Regions from separate parts of the Hordeum vulgare genome. Here region 2 is linked to region 1. Evidence: chromatin contacts called from public Hi-C data. All regions are on one chromosome and are shown on one strand. The core of a region is the stretch at or near the end of the contact, and the rest is flanking DNA. Distances in the headings are between cores, read along the strand shown. Region 1 has its middle 230 kb from the start of LOC123402382. Region 2 has its middle 80 kb from the start of LOC123404091.

Region 1 (3,305 bases), core at 722-3,221:
TTCTGAATTTTCGAAATTTGTTCTAAACATTCCAAAAAAAAATCACATTCCCAAAAATTGTTCACGTTTATTAAATTGTTGAGTATTTTTCAAAATTGTTCTCATTTTCAAATTTTATTCTGAAGATTCAAAAAATGTTCGAATTTTAGAAAATTGTTCATGCTTCTAAATTTGTTCGTAGTTTTCTAAATTGTTGTACGTTTCAAAATTCTGAAAATGGGTCGTGGTCCCAAATTTGTTCAGGATTTTTCAAATTTGTTATTGGTTATAAATGTTCCTCTCAAGATTGAAAAAATGTTGGTGTTTTAAAAAATGTTCGCGCTTTCAAATTTATTCTGTGATTTCGAAAACATTCATGTTTTCAAAAAATGATGGAGAAATTCAACATTTGCTCGTTTTGATAAAAAAAGGAGAAAAAAGGAAAACAGGAAGAAAAACGAGCCAAAAAATAAAAAAAGAGAAAAAAAGGGAAAATAAAAAAACGAAATTGTACAACTTATTTAGAAAAAAAAAGTTGGGCTGGCCCAGTAAGGCGTCCTCTGTATGTGGGACCGTCCCCTGCCGCAGCGAGCGGCAGCTAGGAGTTCCCTCACTCGCGAGCGCGACAGATATATGTCGTCCATACCGATTCCACATAGGAATCGCCCACGGGCGACACAGTTCCAGTCGCGTCGTGTCGCATTAGCTGTGTCACCAGACAGCTTCAGTTGCGTCGTGTTTAGTCGCTGACCATTGATTATTCGTCTTTCAGTTGTTGTTTTCTCGGTTTTATTTTTTTCTTCACCGGCATTCTTCATTTTTCATTCTTTGTTCACTATGTTTTCAGTTTTGTTTGTTTTTATGCACTGGTTACCTTTATTTTCTTTTTCTGTTTTTCTATTTATATTTATTTTATTTTTGTTTTTCGGTCTTTTATTTCGTTGTTGGGATTTTTTCCTTTTTTTCAACACATATCTACTTTGTCATACATGTAATATAATATTTAATACTCGTTTCATATATTTCAAATACATATTTAACAATTTTACCAAAACATGTTGTGAATATTCCTTTTCAAATCCGTGTTCAAACATTTTTTTCAATACGTGCTCAATATTTTTCTGAGTGATAAAAAAATCTAATTTTTACTATGCAAACATATTTGTAAACTGTACGATTACTTTTGAAAATGTCACGAATATATTATTTAAACTTGACAATCATTTATTAAATGTCACATACTATTATTTTGAATGTACGAAACATTTTCATGAAACACACAGAATTTGTTTAGGTTTTATAAGCATTTTCTAAATTTCAGTACAAATTTTTAAGCATATGACATTTTAAAATTGTCACAGACTTTTTTCATACACATGGTTAAAACTTTTTGGTACACATTATTAAAATTTCTAGTTTTTTCAATCATGTTATACATATCCCGTATACACCTAAAATATGTTTCAAATACTGTATACTACGCGTACATTCTCATAAATTTGATAAATAGTACATACAACATATAAAACTCAAGTGGTGGTAACTACCATCGGGTTATAGAAAACATTTGTATATATGTTTAAAGTGTTCCAAAATATAAACAAAATTAATAAGAACAAAAAAGTTAAAGGAAAAAAGGATGACGCCTTATTGCTACAGGGCAGGGCCAGTTTGGGCTCGATGCAGGCGAGCCGTGCCTGAGCATCGGACAAAGCGGCAGCCGCGCCTGAGCCTCCAGCTTACATTGTTTGGTCTGGCCCACGTAAGCAGCCGCCCATGCTTTGGTTTAGAAATGGCACGTCGACCTCCTATGCATGAAACAAGAAAACAACAAAACAAAATTTAATCGCTACACGACCGCGGCGTACTAATAGCAGATATGTCTCTAGATAGGACTGGCTCAATTGTCGCAAGGCATGAAATGGGGCGGCTTTTGCTTTGCCTCATGGGCAACATTCATCATCTATTCCCTACATGGCACGGAGGAAAGGAAGAAATCGAGCCCCCCCTCCCCAACCCACACACACACCCCTCCCCATCTCCGTGTTATGGACAGCCCAAGTGCGGGGCGGACACACAACTTTTTTGGTTTCTTTGTTTAACTTAAAAAAACATCACGGATTCCAATATCAAAAAAGTTTGGGATGCAAAAATAGAAATTCAAAAATTTACATGTATTTGAAATTTTTAAAAAAGTGCGGGGCGGACACACAACTTTTTATAAAAAAATTTAAATTTAAAAAATGATCAAGATTCATAAAATGTAATCGAAATTATTAAGATGGTTAAAGAATTTGAAATGTTCTAGGATCGAAAAATAAGTATTGGATTTAAAAAATGTTCTTGGAGATCAATATTCTAAATTTCAGAAAAAAAAATCTATTGAAGAATGTTATGAATTTCAAAAAAACTATCGCGTATTTTAAAAAGATACTCTGGTTCACAAAAAAATTCACAAATTTGAATAGTTCCCGTATTTCATAGAATGTTAAGGATTCAAAACAATGCTCATGAATCTACACAGTATTTAAAAATATTAAAAAATATTCATGCAATCAGAAAAGTTCAAGAATTCAAACGAATTCAAGATATAAACAAATCAAAACATGTTCGCCGAATTAGAAAGAAATCCTATAATTGCAAAATTATTTGAGAATTTTACAATTAAAAAACATTAAAATGAAATGAAAAAAAATAAAGAGGAAAGACAACAAAACCGGAAATAAAAAACTAAAAGAAGGAAGGAAAATGTAAAAGATCAAAAGAAAACACATGGCATACCGTGAGATGCCCATTTTCTTTCTATTTTTTATATGTTCAAATATTCTAAATATAAATACAAAACTAATTTTCTTAATTCCCTAAAAACGTTCACTTCCCACTAAGAAAAATGTTTGTGCAGTGTTGACAATATATGTGCAACTTTTCAAAATTGTTGATAGCATTAAAAAATTATTCACGCATTTTATGGAAATGATATGACAATTGTTTTTGAATTTTATTAACACAATAAAAAATATATTATTCATTCATTGAAAAAACATTGTATGCGTTTCAAAAAATATATTCATCAGATTTTTTGAAGATGTTTATGCAAAGAAAAAACTATTTTCATAGTTTGGACAAATGTTTCATATCCTTAAGACAACGTTTCTAATAAATGTTCACCCGTTCTAAGAAAATGATTGTGACATTGTAAAAGACTTTATATAGTGTAAAAGAAATGTCCATGTAGATTAAAAATGATTCATAGCTTTCAAAAGAATGTTCAATGCGTACTTGAAAATATTTAGTATTTATCTGAATATATATTTAAAAATATGTTT
Region 2 (2,979 bases), core at 150-2,649, 200 kb before region 1:
GACCCGCGGTCCCGATAGCGCTCCCGAGACGGCAGGCGCGACGCCCTGGGAGGGAGGGGTGGTCACGACGGTGGCGGCAGCCACTGCGGCTGCTGATACGTCACGGGCGTGGTGAAGGTGCCGGGCGGCGGCGGGCCATAGGGACCCGTGAGGAAGTTGCGGATTCCCGCGATCGCCTACCCGAGCTCCTGAAGTACCGCAGTCATCTCTACCGGCGTGAAGACGATGGATGCAGTGGCGGGTGGTGGCGCGTCGGTGATCGGCCCTGAGTGGGCTCGCGGCGTGGTGGTGACAGGTGGCGGTTGGGAGGCGGTAGACAGAGGGGCAAACATGATCGGGCCTGAGACAGCTGATACCAGATTGATAAAAGGTGGCTTCCTACAAAGCGTATGCGTAGGTTATATGGATGGCTAGTGGGTTGGGGGAGAGTGTGGGCGCGAGCAACTTTTCAAACCACTTTGGAGACCAACGTTGCATAATGATGTGCATATAGGTTACCCGATGATTTTCGGGCTCCTTTGCACCGCTTTGTTCTGTCATCGTGGAAGATAGATCTCTTGCAAAGTGGCAACTCTATGCACCGACTAACTAGAATCTGATATACCTATTTTGGTGTCTATTTTAACTAGTAGGTCATATATTCCGTTGCTGCAATTCCTCCATCATGAGGAAATGAATCTTGCGTCTTCCTCCAACAACCAAGTACCACCACTTTGTGCCAGGAACAAAAAGGAAGAGTCGAACCAATTGGATAAATCATCATGATGCCAAAATGCGATACTCATATTCCAAATTCTTGCTGAAAGTAATGCTTCGATCGGATTCAATATTTTCTTTAGTAACTGCCGAATCGTTCCAAAGGGGGATTAAAGACCAGTTAGATAGCGTATATAGCTAGAGCAAGGTGCTGGTCTTTGATTCACGAGTCAGGATATATTATTTTATTAACCCATCCGTATCGATATATGTAAATTGTTATGCAAAAGAATATATTCACAATAAGCTAGTTTGTTACTCCTTCCGCTTCTAAATATAAATCTTTTAAAATATTTCACTAGAGGTTTACATACGAAACAAAATGAATGAATTGGTAAAACCTTTAAAAAAATTATATTTAAAGACGGAGAGAGTACAAAAGAACATTATCCACGCTTAAAACAGTTACAGCTGGCTGGTGTGAATTTGCAGTTGGGCTCGACCAGAGAGCTAGCGCTCAGTTCTGGCCCCCTCTCCATCAACCTGGCCCGTGAGAACCCTAACCCAATTAGTTACATATATGAAAACCACTCAAGATAATTTACATATATGAAAAACAGAAGAAGGTCGACTAAACCTTGGTCGCCAGAAATATAAAAAATCGACGGCCGAAGCGGATGCACGTCAACCCTTTGCCGCATACCACTGACCGAACAGTCGTTTGTCACACGTCCTGGCTCGCTCTTTCAAGGACGTCGTGGCCTCTGTTGTCTCCGGCTCAGTTTTTCTTTTTTCCGGCTGTCTCTGGTTCAAGTTGACACACAATCAACTTGAGCCATAGAAATACTTTCTCTGTATTCATTTTTTTAACAAGTATTTGTAAACAAAGAAAATGATTTTCAGGTGTGTGTCAAATACATGTGATATATAAAACATTCTTTTGTGTTTTAAAAGTGCATTTGCATCGAAACGTTCCCAAGGAATCTGCTTCCATTGCACGAACTTTGATATATACTTTTCTATCCGTATATCCATGGCCAGCACATATCTGCATGCAAATCACACCGAAACTAGCGAAACAGAGAAGAAAGCGCCAGTTTCTCTTGTGAGAAAATAAAGTGGTTATGTCTCTGTCTACTTTTCAGTCTTTAACCCTACCTCCAATACTACGTGATTGAAACCGTCGTTCTTGTTCTCTTCCTCCGCTGCTGAAATCAGTGTAGTTGTTCAAGTCAAATGCGTTGAGCGCGTCCGGCATGTCGAGAAAACTTGCTTAACATTTATCGGAGTCGGGCAGTCGAGTCGTCAGATGTGATGTAAATCAACGCGCACGTATATCCTTTTAGTTTAGTCTGCCGAGAATTTGGCTTGTTCCGATATGAAAGGCTAACTAACTTGTTAGTCAAAACATCATGTCCTTGACCAAAACCATGGTCTCTGTATATTTACTCAAACCTGAAACGTCCATGCATACGTATATCCGTAATAATCACAAAAAGGTACCCATCATACGCGTACTAATTTATAATTGTACATGCCGCCAACTTTGATTCAAATTTGGCAGGAGAACAAAGACGTAACAAGATTTGAGTATCATCATTCCCCGCAAAAAAAAAAATTAAAAAAAAAATGAGTATCATCATTATGTCAGGAAACTCTAACAGTTGGTAAAGTCAGCCGGCTCATTTTCCCTTTCACATGCAAGCGCATATTTACAATTAAACAAAGGGTCCACCTATTTGAGATAGAGAAAAACGATCACATCTCTCGTACTTAAAAAGCGAGTTTGTAGTCTCGCTCATTCCGGCCAACCCCTCGTCAAACACTAAATTACGTCAAACGCAACCAATTTAAACGGCCCATATGACATGTGTATTAAGTCAATTAAATTGATAATTTTTCAAAACAACGTCTTGCATTAACTCATTTAAATTAAATCTTTAGAAAATCACAGTTAAATCAAAAATTTCCCTCCCGTCACTACTCATGCAAATAAAATCTTACTAAACAACTATAGTCAAAGTTAGCCCGCAGGATTTGCACCCTTTGCAGGAGAGCAAACGAGACAAAGCATCTTCTTTACTTCAAATGCCGATTCATTATGGGCACCTCGTGAATTGTAAAAGAGTGGTTGAGATTGAGGGCGTTGGACATGCAAACATGGAGGTCGGAGCGCGACACCAAACGGTGGTGGACGAGCATGTCAAAGCGAAACACAGCAAACGGATGCTTGTATGTTGGATCATCTGAAATGAGAGAAATGCCATGGTCTTTCGGAAGAAA

Evidence for each region. Hi-C and Micro-C count contacts between places; a contact is called where the count stands out from the background.
Region 2: a Hi-C map of leaf shows a contact between it and region 1, with 2.0 times the contacts expected there. The contact joins two enhancer-like sites. A contact is called at or near these places in 2 of 6 Hi-C or Micro-C datasets (leaf and seedling).

The regions. Positions count from the first base shown.
Region 1 is chr6H:180,350,142-180,353,446 of MorexV3_pseudomolecules_assembly, reverse strand. No RefSeq gene overlaps it. Among protein-coding and RNA genes, the nearest start is that of LOC123402382, 230 kb to the right of the region's middle. Within about 2 kb of position 1,971, at least 3 of the 3 cell types and tissues checked have open chromatin away from gene starts, as enhancers often do. A contact at or near this core is called in leaf, where this site is marked.
Region 2 is chr6H:180,554,316-180,557,294 of MorexV3_pseudomolecules_assembly, reverse strand. No RefSeq gene overlaps it. Among protein-coding and RNA genes, the nearest start is that of LOC123404091, 80 kb to the left of the region's middle. Within about 2 kb of position 1,399, at least 1 of the 3 cell types and tissues checked has open chromatin away from gene starts, as enhancers often do. A contact at or near this core is called in leaf, where this site is marked.